2 separate regions of the Macaca mulatta genome follow, and region 2 is linked to region 1. Evidence: chromatin contacts called from public Hi-C data. All regions are on one chromosome and are shown on one strand. Each heading gives the region's core, a stretch centred on a gene start, on an enhancer-like site or on the middle of the called end of the contact. The rest is flanking DNA. Distances are from core to core; before and after follow the strand shown.

What was found. A called contact is a pair of places that touch in the nucleus more often than the background predicts.
Region 2: a Hi-C map of fetal cortex germinal zone shows a contact between it and region 1, with 4 times the contacts expected there. The contact joins the promoter of MTMR6 here to the promoter of AMER2 in region 1. A contact is called at or near these places in 2 of 14 Hi-C or Micro-C datasets (fetal cortex germinal zone and fetal cortical plate).

What each region holds. Positions count from the first base shown.
Region 1 is chr17:5,397,067-5,402,370 of T2T-MMU8v2.0, reverse strand. It overlaps AMER2 (APC membrane recruitment protein 2), which reads left to right and starts at 2,771. Exons shown (of 2, transcript XM_077974287.1): 1 at 2,771-4,212; 2 at 4,579-5,304. The coding sequence starts at 3,438.
Region 2 is chr17:5,513,187-5,518,490 of T2T-MMU8v2.0, reverse strand. MTMR6 (myotubularin related protein 6) reads left to right here and starts at 2,328. Exons shown (of 14, transcript NM_001267015.1): 1 at 2,328-2,468. The coding sequence starts at 2,445.

The DNA.
Region 1 (5,304 bases), core at 1,522-4,021:
AAGAAAAGAAAGAAAGAAAGAAAGAAAGAAAGAAAGAAAGAAAGAAAGAAAGAAAGAAAGAAAGAAAGAAAGAGAAAGAAGAAAAGAAAGAAAAAGGAAGGAAGGAAGGAAGGAAGGAAGGAAGGAAGGAAGGAAGGAAGGAAAAGAAAAGAAAAAAGAAAGAAAGAAAAAGAATTCCACCCAGTAAGCTTTGGGCAAAGGGCTGGACTGCTTTGAAGGCACCCTAAAAAAGGAAATGATGATGATCATGATGATGATGATGATGATGATGATGTTAAGTTCTTAAATGATCCTTCCTGTGTTTCTCTTCATTTTTTTCCCTTGTTTTGAGTACCATCCTCCAGAGAACCTCACCACCTAGCAAAAAAAAAAAAAAAAAAAGCCTTAACAAAATGACAAATACTTCCTGGTGCCAACAAAGAAAAGCCCACACATGTCTTCCAGCAAAATCCACTTGCTGTTTGCATTTGTGATGCGTCTTAATGTTTTGCAATGGCTTTTCCCCGAAATGTTTCCCCTCGGCCCTGTACGCTATTCCTTTCTACTCTAATTTTCTGTTCACTCCCAAGCTGGAGCAGGATGGGGGAAAAGAATGAAAGAAGAAACCATAAACAAAAAATGGGAGTGTTTATGGTAAAATTATCTTCACTGTCATGGTCTGTCTTTCAGGGAAAAAAATAAATCACCATTTTGCTTTCTCCACCCTTAACTGTGAAGTTTAATATAAGGTATGGCTCAGTCTTTATGATGGTTCATGACCTGGCTCTAACCGTCAAACCATCGGACCATTCTGCGCCTCATCTCTCTCCCCTGCAGACTCTCTCCTTACCTCTCTGGCTCTTGGGGTGAGTTCCTTTCAGCTGGCCTCACCCTGCTTTTTCCCACTATCCCTGTAACAAGGATGTTGGGTAGGAGGATGCTGGAGGGTCCTCACTCACACTGCAGACTGTACAGCTCCCATGCCCAGTGTCTTCAGATGGTTCCAGGGGTCCCTGCTTTCTTCTGTCTCAGGGCCAGGAACTCATGGTGAGGGCAACTTCCCCAGGCTGAAGACAGCTTTGTCTCTTTCTCTTTGTTTGAGTGTTGATGTCCCAAAGGAATGATACCCATCCCAAAGTCCTCTATCAGATTTCTCCCAGGAGGCCCAAAGATTCTCATGTAAATTAGAGTCACATTTGACCTGTCCTGATGGGTGAATAAACAGACCACTTTCTCCCAGTGGAGAAAGGGAGATTTTTTAATAGGCGACTTACTTTTCCTTGATCCCAGTCACAAACTCTTCCAAACTGACAGAGCTACATAGTAACTCACAAATCTAAGCAACTGTATGGGGTGTGTGTGTGTGTGTGTGTGTGTGTGTGTGTGTGTGTGTATGTGTGTAAAATTGAGACTTTCTATTGTTCTTCAAAAGGTTGTAAAGACATAACGAATGGGTTTCTCTTTACAGTTCCTTACACCCGGTCTCCCCAGGAAGCACTGAGGAGTCTGATTCATGATGTCAAGCGGTCAGTTAGAATCCCGGAAAGCCTCTTTCTGGTCTCACCTTACTTCCTGTTCCAGGAGAGACGCTCATTAATAGTGAGAGAGAGTTCATGGGATTAGAGTCCGGAAGTAACAACCTCTTGTGAACCTGAACTCATTGATTTCTTTGTTTTACAAAACAGTGTTCTTGATAAAAATAAACAAAAAAGGAAATAATACAACTAATAACTCCAATGTCTAAATGTAAACCAGCTGTATCTCATAACAACAGAAGCTGCAATGGCCAACATACGTCATTAATAAAACGCCAACTTATGCGGATGGGGATTGGGATTTCTTGGCATGATGCAAACAGCACATAAAAAATGAGTAGGGAAGAGACTGGTATTTGTATACATATGTAATTATTACATATATTCTTAAACGATATCTAATAAATAATCAAATGATTGAATAACATAAACTATATATACTATATTAATATAGTTATATTAATTATGTTAATATATTAATACATGTATATGCTTATATTAATATGTCTATTAATATGTGTTCTATTAATATATTAATTATATCAATTATTAATATTATATTAATATATGTATATGCTTATATATTATTATATAATCATATATCATATTAATATAATGTATATAATAATATTATATACATTATATACATATATACATATAATATATACATATATACATATATAACATATACATATATAATATGTATATATAATATACATATTATTGTATACATTATATTAATATATGTATATGCCTCTCCAAATTTCTTCTTTTTGCTAAGGAGCACTCATCTGGGATTATGAAATCAGATGTCACGATGAGAATATTAGCAGTCACTTTTAAAATCAGAACACAGAGGAGATCCCTAGACTGGGCTGTTTCCAGAAAAAAGGTTTTCCCTCTCCCCAGGCCAGGCCGGTAGGAACGTCTGCAGAGACCCCTGGACACACAGGGACCCCTGCCAAGCTTTTTCTGCTCTGTCTGTTGGGGAAGGGGGCTACAAGTCAGCCCTGGTGGGATGGGGGAGGGGAGTGGTACAGCAGTGACAGGAACAATGCCAGCGTCCCGCTGAGTGGGAAAGGAGAGGGCAGGACCCAGACCCGAAGGCCCACCTGTGGAGTGGGTCTGAGATGCCCAGCCTGTGTTCTCGGTCAGCTTGTCTATTGTTATCAGATGTGGGCTGGGCCCCGGCGTCTGTGACTTCATCCCATGGTGGCTGGAGTCTGGGATAAAACTCATGGTTGTCCCAAAGGTGCAGCCAAACTCCACCCCGGGGAGCTGTTGTGCGCGCATTGCCGGGTTGCTGATCCACTGAGTGGTGCCGTGTACTTTTGTCACAAGAACCATAACCATAACGACAGCCACACCGCATGGACCTAGCGTGTGCTTAGCTCTGGACAAGACATGGATGTAGGCAGACGTGCTTCCTGCCTGCTGCGCTTAGTGCACTAGTGCTAAGGACAGACATGCAGGGCTTGGGAAAGGCATGAAGATGCATGGAGTCCAGGAGAGAGAGGATAAGAAAAGCAAGCATTTTGTGCTGGGTTGAATTGCGCTGTCGTTTTCAGAGGCATTGCGTGATCCACGGTTGCGCTCCCGCGAAGCGCGAGTCTGCAGAAGGATTCGGAAGGTGGGTGAGAGTTGAGGGAATCTGAATTCCATCATTACGACTCGAATTTCTGCAATCAGCTCGCGGCTGTGTCGCCTGCTCGTGCCCCACAAACGCCATGCAGCGCCGCGCCAAGTCGGATGGAAGTGGGTTAGGGGATTACATAAGCCCTTGCGGGAGGGAAGATGGTCTTTTATGTGTGTTTCTTTTGCAGCGGCGGCGGCGAGCGCGGCTCAGGTTGATTTAGAACACGGGTGACAGTGGCCTGGCGCGAGCCCACTGCTGACGACAGCGGCTCAGCCCGCGCGGTTTCCATGGAGACGAGCCGGAGCCGCGGCGGCGGCGGGGCTGTCAGCGAGCGCGGCGGAGCTGGCGCGTCCGCGGGGGTCTGCAGGAGGAAGGCGGAGGCCGGGGCCGGGACCCTCGCGGCAGACATGGACTTGCATTGTGACTGTGCCGCCGAGACGCCGGCCGCCGAGCCGCCGTCGGGGAAGATTAATAAAGCCGCCTTCAAATTATTCAAGAAAAGGAAATCGGGTGGCACCATGCCCAGCATTTTTGGGGTCAAAAACAAAGGGGACGGGAAGAGCTCGGGTCCGACGGGGCTGGTGAGGAGCAGGACCCACGACGGACTGGCCGAGGTGCTGGTGCTGGAGAGCGGCAGGAAGGAGGAGCCGCGCGGCGGGGGCGACGGCGGCGGGGGCGGCGGGGGGCGGCCGAATCCGGGGCCCCCCAGAGCCGCGGGGCCCGGCGGGGGCTCCCTCGCCAGCAGCTCGGTGGCCAAGTCGCACAGCTTCTTCTCGCTGCTGAAGAAGAACGGGCGCTCGGAAAACGGCAAGGGGGACCCCGCGGACGCGAGCAAGGCCGGCGGCAAACAAAAGCGGGGGCTGCGGGGGCTGTTCAGCGGCATGCGCTGGCACCGGAAAGACAAGCGGGCCAAGGCGGAGGCCGCGGAGGGGCGCGCGGCCGGGGGCGGCCTGATCCTGCCCGGCTCGCTCACCGCCAGCCTGGAGTGCGTCAAGGAGGTGACGCCCAGAGCCGCGCGCGAGCCGGAGGAGCCCGGCCAGGACGCCCCGCGAGACCCAGCAGGTGAGCCCGCAGGGGGAGAGGAGGTGCCCGCCCCCGCCGACCGCGCCCCAGCGCGGAGCTGCCGAGAGGCCGAGGGCCCCGACACCGGCGCCCGGGGAGAGGACGCCGCGGGGCATCGGCGCGCCGAGAAGCCCCGGGGACCCCCCGAGCCGGGGCCCGGGGAGGTCCGCACGGCCGAGGACGCGTCCAGGACGGGGGCCGTTCCGGTCAAGACGGTCCCCCTTGTCGACTCCGAAGGCGGCAGCGGCCGGGCGCCCGCCGCCCCGGACCCTGCCTCTGTCGATCCACCCTCAGACCCGTCGGCAGATCGTATTTGTTTGATGTTTTCTGACGTGACTTCACTGAAAAGCTTTGACTCTCTTACAGGCTGTGGAGATATTATTGCAGACCCAGAGGAAGAGGCAGGTCCCAGCTGTGACAAGCATGCCCCCGGGCCAGGCAAGCCGGCTCTCTCTACAAAGAACCCCGGCGTGGTGGCCTACCAGGGAGGCGGGGAAGAGATGGCCAGCCCGGACGAGGTGGACGACACCTACCTGCAGGAGTTCTGGGACATGCTGTCCCAGACCGAGGAGCAGGCACCCGGGCCCCAGGAGGGCGCGGCTAAGGTGGCAGCTGCGCTGGAAGCCAAGGTGGCGCCCGAAACCCCCAAAGACACCAGGTGTGTGGAAGCGGCCAAGGACGCGTCCTCGGTCAAGCGCAGGAGGCTCAACCGGATTCCCATCGAGCCCCATCCGAAGGAGGAGCCCAAGCACCCGGAGAAGGAGCAGCAGGAAGGCGTCCCCAACAGCGACGAGGGCTACTGGGACTCCACCACGCCAGGCCCAGAGGAAGACAGCGCCAGCAGCGGGAAGAAGGCGGGCATCCCCCGGGATAGCTACAGTGGGGACGCGCTCTACGATCTCTATGCCGACCCGGACGGAAGTCCAGCAACCCTTCCTGGGGGGAAGGACAACGAGGAGACGTCCTGCCTGTCCCGGTTAAAGCCCGTATCTCCAGGCACCATCACTTGTCCGCTGCGAACCCCAGGCAGCTTGTTGAAGGACTCTAAGATCCCTATTAGCATCAAGCATCTGACCAACCTTCCATCTAGCC
Region 2 (5,304 bases), core at 1,079-3,578, 120 kb before region 1:
AAAAATTCAGCGCAAGTAACCAACACATTTCTCAGGCCCATGGTGAGGACAGTCCCAGGATAATACTCATTCAGTAAGCTCAGCGAACACAAGTACAAACTGAAGCAAAAGGAGAAGAGGCTCCTAGAAGCATCTGGAGACCTCTAAAGAGACGTCTTGAGGAAAAATAATGGAACTGAGTGATTGTCAGATTTAACCATAAGGAATATTCTATCTAGTGCAAGAGTAGTCAACTCAAGAGTCAAAGAAATGTCATTTAATATTTTGTCTGTTATTTTACTTTATTTCTGTAAAGCTAGGTAATTTTCTAGACTATCATATTAACATAAATAGAACTTTAATATGGATTTTGAGAAGCCAATCAATGTAAAACAGTTGTCAAGAACACAGACTTTGAAGTCAGCCTGTCTGGCTTTATAACATGGATCTTGGCTTTATCTGCTATGTGATATGGGGCAAGTTACTTTACTTCATTGTGTCTCACTTGTCTCATCTCTAAAATAAGGAAAGCAATAGCATTTTCCTCCGAATACCTGCAAAGCACTCAGTACATTTGGTCACCTGACATCATTGTGATGGCCTCTCTGTGAGAATTGGTAAAGAGAGGACACAAGAAGTGAGGAGATGAGAAGAGGGAGGATGATCTGTAGGGGAATGGGGAAGGAGGAAGATATAAATTGGGAGGAAAATGATATAAAGAGGTTTTATTAAGAAAGTCTTGCTGTGTGCTATACAATTCACCTCTTTCTGTTTTCTCAAAAAGCAATCCTCAGTAAAGACCTACATTATTTTTATCTTTCTCTCCATATATATTCGTATATATATATTTTTTCTGAACAGATTTTGTGGGGTTTTTTGGGGGGGAGGGGGTGGATGTGATACTGTACTAAGGTTGGTTTCTAGGTGGTTTAATGTAACTCTTCTTACATATTTACCTTAAAGGAGTCAGCAACTCCACCACAAAGGCTGTTGTGTTTAATAACCATCTCCATTGTGTTGGCAATCTGTCTGAAACATAGTAGGCACTCAAAACAAAACAAGCCAAGACAACTTGAACAAAATGAAACAAATAAGTGAAACAAAAATTTTAATTATAAAAGAAAATGTAGATGTTAGGCTTTTCTAACACCAATCGCAGTAAGAAAGCTGAAGATTACAAACCCTAATTCGCTTAGTACAGAATACTTACGAAACGTAGAGCAGGGTTTCTCGAACTCGAACTCCTGACTTCAATGGATCCGCCCGCCTCAGCCTCCCAAAGTGCTGGGATTACAGGCCTGAACCACCGCACCTGGCATAGAGCAGGTTTTTTCAACCTCTGCACTGTTGTTGTCTCTGAGCCGGATAATTAATTCCTTCTTGTTGGGGGGTTGGTCTGGTGCCTAGTAGGGTGTTCAGCAGCTGACTTGCGACTTGGCCTCCACCCACCAGTTGCCCCCCGCCGCCACCCCCCACCCCCATTTGAGACAACCAAAAATATCTCCAGAGCTTGCCCAATGTCCCCTGGGGAGAACACTCACTCCAGGCTGAGAAGTACCACATTAGACGCATTCTAACAAAAATAACCCTCCTCTAGAAATGTAAACTTTTTGTTTACATAAATAAAAATTACAGAACACGGTTACATCGAACCTATTGTTCTATAGCCAGTTTTTTTCTTCCCTCGGTAATGCAGCATTCGCATTTTCATTACGTGATATCCCTCTGCAGGGTGAGTTTTAATGGAGGCTGGTGCTGACATCGTATGGAATTGAGGTAGCAGGCGGGACTCTGACAGCAGACCAGATTGAGGACTAGCTAATCATCATACTTTACATAAGGAATCCGTAGTATTGGAGATTTGTTTCAAATAAGGCTGGTTTCGTTATTTGGTTATTTCCTTAGAATAATAACTCCAAATCTAATTATTTCCTTAGAATACATTCTTATGAGTAGAACTGCAGCTCAAACTAAATTGGGTGGTGTCCATTGGTATGGCGACGGACCCCAGAACATCCTCCAGTCTTGCCCTCACCCCACAAGCGCCCTTTACTGGGGATCCATTCTCGAGCAGTCTTCCTCCCCGACCGCCCCGCGTGGGCTCTGCGGGACGACAAAGACGGCCTCGGGAGGGGTGGTGAGCAGCATCGGCCTCCTCCAGCAGGGGGCGCTGTGGGATCCGCCGCGGTCCGGGACGAACCAGCAAGCCGCTCTCGGTCCGCAGACTCTCTGCCCGTCCGCCAGCCCCTTGTTCCCCGGGAGGCCGCGAGGTTTGGGGAAGTGTTTCTAGGAGACGGCGCTCGCCGGCTGCGCCTGCGCGGTTGACGCTACCGGGGCCGGCTGACGGACCCGCGTCGCTGGCCGGCGGAGGGAGTTCCCGCTAGCTCTCTGTGGCTGTCACCGCCCTGTTTCTCTAGCCCCATGGTACGCCCGTGAGGCCGGCTGCTGGCTGACGTCTCCTCGCGATGGAGCATATCCGGACGACCAAGGTAGTCGAGCGCGGGACGACCAGTCTTCAGGGGCCCTGGTCTGACCCGGCTGAGGCAGGAGGAGACGAAGGCTCGGCTGGCCTGACCGGGGCTGGGGGCCGGCCCGGCGGAGACCCGGCCCGGGGCGGGAGGGTCTGGCCAGGCCTGGTCTTGGAGGGAAGGGTCAGCTTGGGCCCAGCGGGGTGCAGAGGCCCCCTGTACCTACAGGAGCAGGGGTCCCTCCTGCAACATCTCGGGGTGCGTAGGGATAAGTCCGGGAAAACTTCCCCCGCCCTCCTAGCTCTACGTTTTCTCGGGCAAAATTGAGGCTCCTTTAACTTTGGGGTCTTTCGGCCTTTCGTTGCCTCATCTACCGGAAAATCGGTCTTCAAATTAACATTATGATGCTGTGTAAGCTTGTCCTTGCTCACATTTCTTTGCCCCGTGTCGCAGATGCACAATACGAGTTTTGGAGGAGCCGAGATCAGCTCTCCGCACCACCTCCCTTTGCTGTCTCGGTCTCCAGTCTTTTCGGATCCGGTGTTTCCGTGTAGGTGCTTCAAACTTCAGGCATTGTCCTAAGTGTCAGTAGTCAGTTTAACAGGAGTTCTGGAGAAGGGGAGAATGTTATTCCATATTTTAAAAGGCGGGATGCAGCTTTACTCGATTAATCTTATTACACTCCACGCTTAATTTTTGTGTGTGGAAGAACTTTGAGAACGAACAAATATTTTTATTTCATTACGCATTTAAAAACGAAAGGAAATGACATCAGAATATTACCAAATTACGTTTCCAACGACATTTAAGTTTAAATTTGGGAGGGAGAAAAACATAAATCGAGACGGGAAGAGTAACATTCTAAAATCACTGCGAGCCCACTGCAAGGCAGCCTCTCCACGTTTTGGCAAAGCTGAAGCCCTGTTAGTTGCTGGCCATCTTAAAGTTACGGCTCATTTAGGGAACCAGCAGATGTTCGTTATCTTCATTATTCCAAGAAGAATTTGTGTTTTTACAATTTTTTTAAATGTTTCACAAACCTTTTAAAGGTACACATGAATTTTTATTAGAGTTTGTCTTTAACGTTGTGCATACCGTATCTAACAAAATTGAAGATGCTGAAAACTAACCCCTTAAAACGTTTTTTTTTTAAGAGAAGAAAGATAAAATAACTTGAGAATTCAAGTTGTTGGTACTTAAATTTTGAAAATAGAAGGGTGCTTAAGTCTATAACCAAACTAGTAGAAGGTGCACAGATGGAAAAGAGGACTAGAGTAGACATTGGATCAGGTTCTTGTATTGGTTCCAGATACGTATTATATAGTAGCTAAGTGCACGTGACTGACTTCTGCATCAGTTCGAACCTCCTCTGTTTTTCATGTGCTTTCTACGGTGTATAGCACACAATCGAAAACCAGTAAAAGGCTGGGCACGGTGGCTTACGCCTGTAATCCCAACACTTTGGGAGGCCGTGGCGGGCAGATCGCTTGAGCCTAGGAATCCGAGACCAGCCTGGACAACATAGTGAAACCTAGTTTCTACAAAAACAAACAAAAAAATTGGCTGGGCACGGTGGCTCACGCCTGTAATCCCAGCACTTTGGGAGGCCTAGGTGGGCAGATCACTTGAAGTCAGGAGTTCGAGACCAGCCTGTCCAACCTGGCAAAACCCCATCTCTACTAAAAATACAAAAATTAACCGGGCGTGGTGTCAGGCGCCTGGAATCCCAGCTACTCAGGCTGAGGCAGGAGAATTGCTTCAACCCGGGAGGTGGAGGTTGCAGTGAGCCAAGATGGCGCCAATGCACTCCAGCCTGGGCAATAGAGCGAGATTCAGTCTCAAAAGGAAAAAAAAAAAAAAAAAAAAAGCCGTGTCGGGTAGTGTGTACCTGTAGTCCCCAGCTACTCGGGAGGCTGAGATGGGAGGATGGCTTGAGCCCAGGACGTGGAGGTTGCAGTGAGCCAAGATCGCGCCATTGCACTCCAGCCTGGGTGACATAGTGGGGGCGGAAAAAAAAGAAGAAAAAAATCAGTAAAAGTAAACTGAATCTGATCAACTAGAGCAAATCCTATTCTTAGGTGGATAAGAGTGAACAGACTTGGAAAATATTGAGGATCTCTTGGTTATTTTAAATCTTTCTTCCTTCAATGTATTATGAATATATATCTTTGTTTTTATTTGTAGAGTTGTAGCCCCTCTTATTAGCTCTTTGAAAGTTGTCACCGTTGACTTTCATTTTGTCTGATATTCCTCTTTATCAATGGATGAACTTTTCTTCAAGTAATGTTCTGATTTTGACTTATCTTTACACAGTGGTCCCATGCTGGTGGTTTAATAAGGCGTTTTTAGAGACTAAGAAATTTCTGATGATTTTCTATTACAACTACTTTTCATATATGCTCTTTTATTACTTTGGGTTGTTTTTCTAGTATTGGATCACTACTCTGGAGTAATATTAAGTGAGTGTACATAGACGGCAAGTAAATATTTGCTAGGTACCTAGTATGTGCCAGACGCTCTATTGACACTGGGTGTATCACAGCAAGATGGAGGTGGACCTCAGGGTACGTTCTGTTAATTGTTGTGGGGACTGTAACATTTTCTTAAATTATTAATGTATTGGGAAAATAACTTATTCTTAAAAGATTGGTTTGAACATAGCCAACCTTTTGTTTCCATTATGCATAGCCTTCATCTGGATTTTGTTAGTTTTGCTGCAAAAATAAGTGTAAGTATTTAGAAACCAAAAGTGGATTGTTTTAGATTAGCTGTTTTGACCTTTATGTAGTTTAGTCATTAGGATCAAAATTGACTGTAGAGTGTCCTTTATGACTATTTAGTGATTTATGTTGTTCAA